Regions from separate parts of the Mustela erminea genome. Here region 1 is linked to region 2. The links are chromatin contacts, called in public Hi-C maps. All regions are on one chromosome and are shown on one strand. The core of a region is the stretch at or near the end of the contact, and the rest is flanking DNA. Distances in the headings are between cores, read along the strand shown. Region 1 holds the start of LOC116597843 (translation initiation factor IF-2-like). Region 2 holds the start of HOXD8 (homeobox protein Hox-D8).

Evidence for each region. Hi-C and Micro-C count contacts between places; a contact is called where the count stands out from the background.
Region 1: a Hi-C map of fibroblasts shows a contact between it and region 2, with 7 times the contacts expected there. The contact joins the promoter of LOC116597843 here to the promoter of HOXD8 in region 2. A contact is called at or near these places in 2 of 3 Hi-C or Micro-C datasets (fibroblasts and skeletal muscle).

The regions. Positions count from the first base shown.
Region 1 is chr8:71,637,437-71,640,902 of mMusErm1.Pri, forward strand. LOC116597843 (translation initiation factor IF-2-like) reads right to left here and starts at 1,502. Exons shown (of 3, transcript XM_032356092.1): 1 at 864-1,502. The coding sequence starts at 1,251.
Region 2 is chr8:71,152,054-71,155,761 of mMusErm1.Pri, forward strand. It overlaps HOXD8 (homeobox protein Hox-D8), which reads left to right and starts at 2,226. Exons shown (of 3, transcript XM_032356017.1): 1 at 2,226-3,265; 2 at 3,267-3,519. The coding sequence starts at 2,921.

The sequences.
Region 1 (3,466 bases), core at 252-2,751, 480 kb after region 2:
AGAGTCAAAAAGGAATTTTTTATTTATATCCATTCCTTTTAATTCTGTTTTTAGTACATCTCAAATCCTTTGACAGCAAATGTCAAACCACATTTAAATGGACTTGTTTGCTTCTTTAACTCCAAAGATCCAGTCCAGGCTGTTTCAAAGTCAATACTTCGCAAATGACAATAAAAAGCATTTTTAAAAAATTGTTTAAAAAAAAAACACTTTTTTTTCCCATATAAGTCATGACAACAAGAAAAAAAATCTAGAACATGGGGCTACAACTCTCACTATAAATTAGTTATATTTATTTTAAGCGAGAAGTGTCAAGTGGAACATTGCTTATCAGAAAGATCCTTGGGTGCTGCATTTGCTTTAAACGCTACCTGGGCACATCAGACTCCACTGTTCTGGGCACATCAGACTCCACTGTTCTTGCCTCGGTCAAACCACAAATCTCAGGCATCCTCATCCTAGTAACGCGAGCAAGGCTCAGCAGGAAACGGGAGCATCTTACTGGGGTCACCTAACTTACCTCTTCTGAGCTTTAGCAACCGGTCTACTTAAAAACAGTTACTTTCTGGCAAGATGTAGCTAATTGTTAAATGCAGTTTAAAACCCTGAACATCTCTGAAGAAAAAGGATGCCACGAAACGTCACTCCCTTCTATTTCCTATTTCACCAACTTCTCATCAATACGCTCCCCATAGTGACTCCTCAGATGGGCGCGTTTGCATGACTTTGAAACTACAAAACAAGATGCGGCCCGCGGCTGATCTCTACCTCAAAAGCGCCGCATCTCTCTTTGGGCACCATCACCAACATCTCTCCGCCTAGAACACAGATACTGTTCAGATCTCGCACCCTTCTTTACAAACCTGCGCGGGTCTTTCGGGAGGGGAGGGGGTGGCAAGACTTTGGTGGGAGCTGTTTCCCTTCAGCAAAGCGAAGGCTGACTGCAAACGCGCGGGGTGGGTGTTCGAGCCATTTCCTGCCGAATCCAGATTGCAGCAGAGCAGGGTGGAGAGGAAGTCGGACTTCTTTTCCAGGCGGAGCCTCCGCGTTGCTCTTGGGAAGCCCCACGCCGTGGGTCGGGGCCGGGGCCGGGAAGGAAGGCGCCCGGGTTCGGGCCCCAGCTCGGCGGCTCAGCGCGGCTGGGAGGGCCGGGAGAGGGGTCCCGGGAGCGGCGGGGCACACTGAACTCCGGAGAGGGGGCTGAGCGGGGGAGAATTCGCTCGCAGAGCCTCGGGCTCCAACCACGGGCATGCACTTGAACCCGCCGCGGGGCTGGCCACCGGCCGCGCTCGGAGCGCACGAGTGCCCCCCCGGCCGTGGGCCTCGCGTACTCCTCAGCCTCCCTGGGCGGAGCGGCCTGGCCTGCGGGCGCTGGACTGGAGGTGGGGGTCCCCACTCTGTTCCCGGGGTTAGCAGCGCCGGGGCAGCGCACCCCACTTCGGGACCCCGAGTCTGAAAGCGGAGACCCAGGGCCGCCTGCGGCGAAGCTCGACTTACACATCACTTTCCGATTTGGAGAAAATGTCACAGGAAAGGGGGGGAAGGAAAAAAAAAAAAAAGAAAGAAGTGTAAATATGATTTCGAGAGGGGCGAGGGCAGAGCGTGCGCGCGCGGCTGGGGCGGTGCGGCCGCGTGGGCCGCTGGCGGGGATTCCCGGTCTCGCAGCGCGCCCTAGTGGACACCCTGCCCCTCGGCCGCTCCCCGCCGCGCCCGCTCGGGCTCCCCCGCTCCTTACAATCTGCAATATATTATTTCTCCCAAAGTATTGACAATGTGTGAGACTCCAGTCACCCCGGAGCTCTTGTCTGTAATCAGCACATTTATTCACATTTAGGGAGAAGAATCCGAATTAAATCCCCGTGACCCAGATTGGGTTACAGTGTCATTTTCCCTGGATCCTCTTTTAAATCCACTCCACACTGCTTCTCTGTCTATTACATGCTAATTTAATTTTACTGTGGACGATATTTTCAGCATTTGCTGAGGACAGTAAATTTTGTAGTTTATGTTATTTCACTTTTTATGACTTTTTAACACTTAATAAAATTTTATTAGAGCACTTTTGTGTTTACAAGGCCACAAAACTCTTGGCAGGTTGTCAGAAGTCCTTTTTATTATGATCCTACTGATATACTGCGAGTAATGAAATAATCATGTCCAGAAATGTATCAAAGGCCAGAGGGATTATCCCACTTAATAGCTCCACAGATGCGCCCAGAAGAATGCGGACACGCGGCGGGACGGGCTGAGAGGCGGCGGGAGGAAGGAGGCAGCCCCCCGCGCCTTTCTTTACCATTTCGGTTGCTTTCCTAAAAGCCTACATGCAGGGTCATGTGACTTTCCGCGGTCTCAATAAAAAAAAAAAAAAAAAAAAAAAAAGAATTTATTCTATTGCAAAATGTGCTTTTCTTTTTATTCTCCTTGTGTGGGCATTTAAGGCTGTTCCAGTGGCAGTGGGGCTGGCTCAGCATATCCGTGTCTGTCACTTTCCTCTCATTTCTAAGTGTACTTTTGTGGCATTTAAGCAGCCGATGATGACATTGGTGTTGATCTTTGCGGCTTCTACAGCCCTTACGGAAAGAAGGCTCTGGGAGGGACCCAGGAGGGCACGAGGTGTTTTAAAGTCCTTCCCCTCCTGACAAACAGCACCTTTTGCTGTTGCTTTTTGTTTTGCTTTGCAAAACAGGGGAATAGTGAGTGACTCCAGGACTCTGCTTTCTGCCTTGTGCCAAAGAACCACAGTATGCTGCTTTGATTTTCTTTCCCTTTTTTTTTTTTTTTTTTTTTTTTTTTTTTTTGGTAAGACTTGCTATGAGGATTGAGATATAGCAGCTCTTTTTTTTTTTTTTAAAAGAACCATTTCCTTTTCTTTAAAATATATACATGATCATTTAAGACACTGGTGTTAAGTTCATTCTTGCTGCAAAAGAAGGCCATTGTACTTCCTGACCCTGAAAGCAAGGTGGGTGGCTTTGTTTTATAATTAAATTTTCTGTCTCCAGCTTCATATTTCTCTTTCTGTTATTTCCTGAATAGTGTGCCAAAGTGATCAAAGAGATGAGGAATGGAATTGTAAATGGAGTGATTTTGAAATTACGGTTGCTGTGTCCAGAGCACGTGTTCTTCTAAACTTTGGCTCTGAGGGACTTTGGTAATTTTTTTCACAAGCGTGTGCATGTGTGTGTGCACGCACGTGTGTGTGTTTCATGTTGCAACACATCACATTCCGATTTTGCAGTCTGTCATTGTTTAAAACAACCCCTGGGAAGCGTGCCCCTCTCTCTGGATTGCCTCCATCACACACATGTGTGTGCCCTCCCGATCTGATGTGCATACGGCTGCTCACCAGGGCTCTTTGATTTCAACTTCAAGGGAGCAATTCTGTTCTTCGTATGTCATTCGCTAACCATGGATGAAACTTAGTGCCTGGTCTACTGTGTGTGCAGGATGGTCTACGTTTTGCAGA
Region 2 (3,708 bases), core at 976-3,475:
TAGATCTTTATTTACAAAGTTAATCGCGCTCTTTTCCCATTCAGATTATAAACAGAATGCTTGGGGTGGGGGGCGAGGGAGAGCTAAGTGTTTTGTCCCAAGAGGAAATGTTGTGTTATAATGCTTTCTTAATTAGGCCAGAATGTGTAGAAATGAATTTCGTAGTATTTGTGTTTCTTTTCTGCGACCTGCCCCCCCCCACCCCCAAGGAAAAACACAGCTCTGGAAGGTGCCTTGTAGTATTGAGATCTGGGCTCGCTCTTCTTTTTCCCATTCTGTTCCAAAACCCATTCATTGATCTAGAGTTTAAATAACGCACACGCGCACACACCAAACACGGAAATTTAAAAAGCCACAATTACAAAGTTGGTTCCAAGGCTTTATTGAGAATAATTCTCTTTTAATTGGGTATTTGCAAGGCTGAAGTACAAATCGTTAACTATCAGAATAGGTTTGTTCGCCTTCGGATTTTAAGGAAGTTTTACCTGGGTATGTCCGGCAGAAAACAACAAACCCCATTCCCCTCACCCCACCCCGCACCCTCCACTCCCCACTCATTTAAAAAATAAAGCATGCCTTTATCATCTGGAAATTCATTAACCATCCGTTTACCTGGACCATTTTCAGCCATTCTGTAGAAACAATTGAAAGAGTATTAAACATTATCTTGTTATGCCTTTCCGTCTCGATCTCATTTTCTCCATTTGCAAAATATGATTCAGTCCACACGGACTGACCTCAGGATCGCAGTCACAGACAGGACCAACCCACAAGGAGTAGGGGGTGGTGGAAATGACTCGCCTGCTGCGCCTTTGGGGGCCGTCTCGGGTTTTTAGATATTTGCATTTGGCGTGAAAGGCCGGCGTAGTGTGGTTTAGCTTTAGCGGGAGCGCCCTCCGTGGGCTCGGGGCATGTTTCCGAGGTCGGTTAAGGCTGGTGTGGGCCTGGTGCCCTCACAGCAATAGATTATCCCTAAGGAAAAGGGGCCCCGGTCATTTGAAGAGCTCACGAGAAAGGCCGAGTCGGCGAGGGAAAACGCACTCAACATAGACTTACTATACTTGTTGGACATTAATACGGGAGTAGACAGGGAGAAAAAAGGAGGTTTGAGGAAGAGAAAACGGCGGTTAACGGCGAGCGAGCACGTAAAACCAGGAATACTTTGCCGGTTCACATTCGACTTGCCCACATGACACGGGACGTTTCTCTTCCTCATCCTTCAAGCTAGGATGACCCTTCTCTTTCCTTTCTTTCGGAAAAATGAGTAACTTTTTAAGCTGAATGCAGCACCCGCTCTCAGCAGTCACTTCACAGGCTTGGCAGATGAACTAGAATCATTAGCAGATTGTGGGTGCCGCCTGCAGCTGCCCGGAACCGGAGCGATCCTAACACCGGCCCCGGGGCTCCAAGTGGGGACTTGCAGGGGTCGGCCCCCCGCGCTTCGCCCGGGGCCACCGCCTGCCCTGGTCCGCTCCGTGCCGGGGCTGAGACCCGGGAGCCGCTCGTCCTGCTCGAGGAAATACCACCCACCCGAGCGTGAGTTCTCCTTCCCGCCTTGGAACATTTCTGTCCGCTTTTCTATTTACTCCCTCAGCAATGCTAATCTGCCCGCCCCCGCCGCCCCCACATTCCTCAGTTCCCCCTGCGCCTGGTGCTGACGTCTATCAAGGGTGAAATGATGGAAACTATATTCATAGGCATGATTTCCATTAAATATCAATTAACCTGGGAGCCTCAGCCAGGCGTGCAGTGCGTCAAGGGTAAATGTACATCTCATTTCCACCAGGCCTGCCCGCCTGGAAAAGAAGGCCTTAGATTCGCTTTGATAATGCCAGGTTTTGGGATCACCTTTGTGGCCTTTAATCAAACCACTCCGGACCCAACCCAAATGTACGCGGTCAGGTCTACACCACTTGCCCTTGTTCCCCGGTCTGCGCCCGCGTGTCCAGAAGCGCAAAAGCCACGGCCAACCTCTGGGGGTTTGTTCTAGGGGCCAGGGGAGGGAGTCATTTGCTGCCCTGGCCTCCTGGGAGTGGCCTTCCTTCCTCCCCCCACCAAGTGTAAGGTTCTCTCGCGCCCCCGCCACGCCAGCCGCGAGCCACATTCCCTGGGCCCCGGGGGGCAAGGCGAGCCCTTGGCAGTGCGGCTTTATGGGCCCCCTTTAAGGCCGGCGGAGGCATCTCCCGGCCAGGGTGAGGAGTCCCGTCGGGAGCAACGGTGTCGCCTCCGCGCGGATCCCTCCGCGCGGTTATCTCGCCCCCATCTTCTCCACTCAGTGGCGTGGTGCGAAAATGCCTCGCCGGGGCGCACCGGGGCGGCAGCCTCGGCGGCGGCGGCGAGAGCGGTGGGAGGGGGCCGCGGGGGGGCCGAGGTGAGAGGTGGTGGCGGGTAGAGGGTGTTTTTTTCTCTTCCCTCCAGAGCGGGCGTTTGTAAACCGAAGCCAAAGAGTGTCCCCGTGGGCCGGGCGCACTTTTTTTCTTGTCCCGGTGCGCTCAGGGCCGCCTGGTGCCTGAGAGGAAACAGTGGAGGCAGCGGGGCAGGTCACCCGGGGCGTCGGCGATTATATTGCGGCCGAGCCGGCGCGCGCCGGGAGAGGCCGGGCGGGCGGTGAGCGCGGGGGCTGGGTGAGGCCCCGCGACCCGCGAGGGAGGCGGCGCGAGGCCGAGGCGGCGGGCTCGAGAGCCGGGCATGAGCGTCCAGTAGCCAAGTGCCCGCGGCGGCCGGGCCTCAGAGGCGACGCGCGCGCGGGCGGGTGGGTAGCAGCAGCAACGTAGCCCGGCGGCCCCGGCGGAACGAGCAGCCGCCCCAGAGGCCCCCGCGGCAGTGCGGCCGCGCTGAGGCGCGCTCCCTGCCTGCTGCACACCGCCCGCCCAGGGCCGCCCTACCTCGGCCCCTGACCACCACCGCCGCCGCCGCCCCGATGAGCTCTTACTTCGTGAACCCGCTGTACTCCAAGTACAAGGCGGCGGCCGCGGCGGCGGCGGCGGCGGCGGCGGCCGCGGCGGGCGAGGCCATCAATCCCACTTACTACGACTGTCACTTCGCGCCCGAGGTCGGCAGCCGCCACGCCGCCGCCGCCGCCGCCCTGCAGCTCTATGGCAACAGTGCCGCCGGCTTCCCGCACGCGCCCCCGCAGGCGCACGCGCACCCGCATCCGTCGCCGCCGCCCGCCGGGCCGGGTTGCGGTGGTGGGGGCGGCCCGGGCCACGGCCAGGACTACTTCCACCCCGGCGGGGGCAGCCCGGCCGCAGCCTACCAGGCCGCCCCCCCCTCCTCCTCCGCATCCTCCGCCTCCGCCGCCGCCTCCCCCCTGCGGCGGGATTGCCTGTCACGGGGAGCCCGCGAAGTTTTACGGATACGATAACTTACAGAGACAGCCGATTTTTACGACCCAGCAAGAGGCCGAGCTGGTACAATATCCTGACTGTAAATCGTCCAGTGGTAATATTGGCGAGGACCCAGACCACTTAAATCAGAGCTCGTCTCCTTCTCAAATGTTTCCCTGGATGAGACCACAAGGTTGGGATGCATTTTTTTTTTTTTTCCAGTGCGGGGAGAGGGGGAGAAATCTGCTTTCATCTCACGTTCTAGCTTTAAAACTACCTTTTCCTTGCCCTCTCCTTTTTCCTTATGTAGCTATCGTAGCTCTTATTCAAAAGTAATACTTCTTTTTTTTTCGTAAAGTAGGAACCGCGTAAAGATGATGGG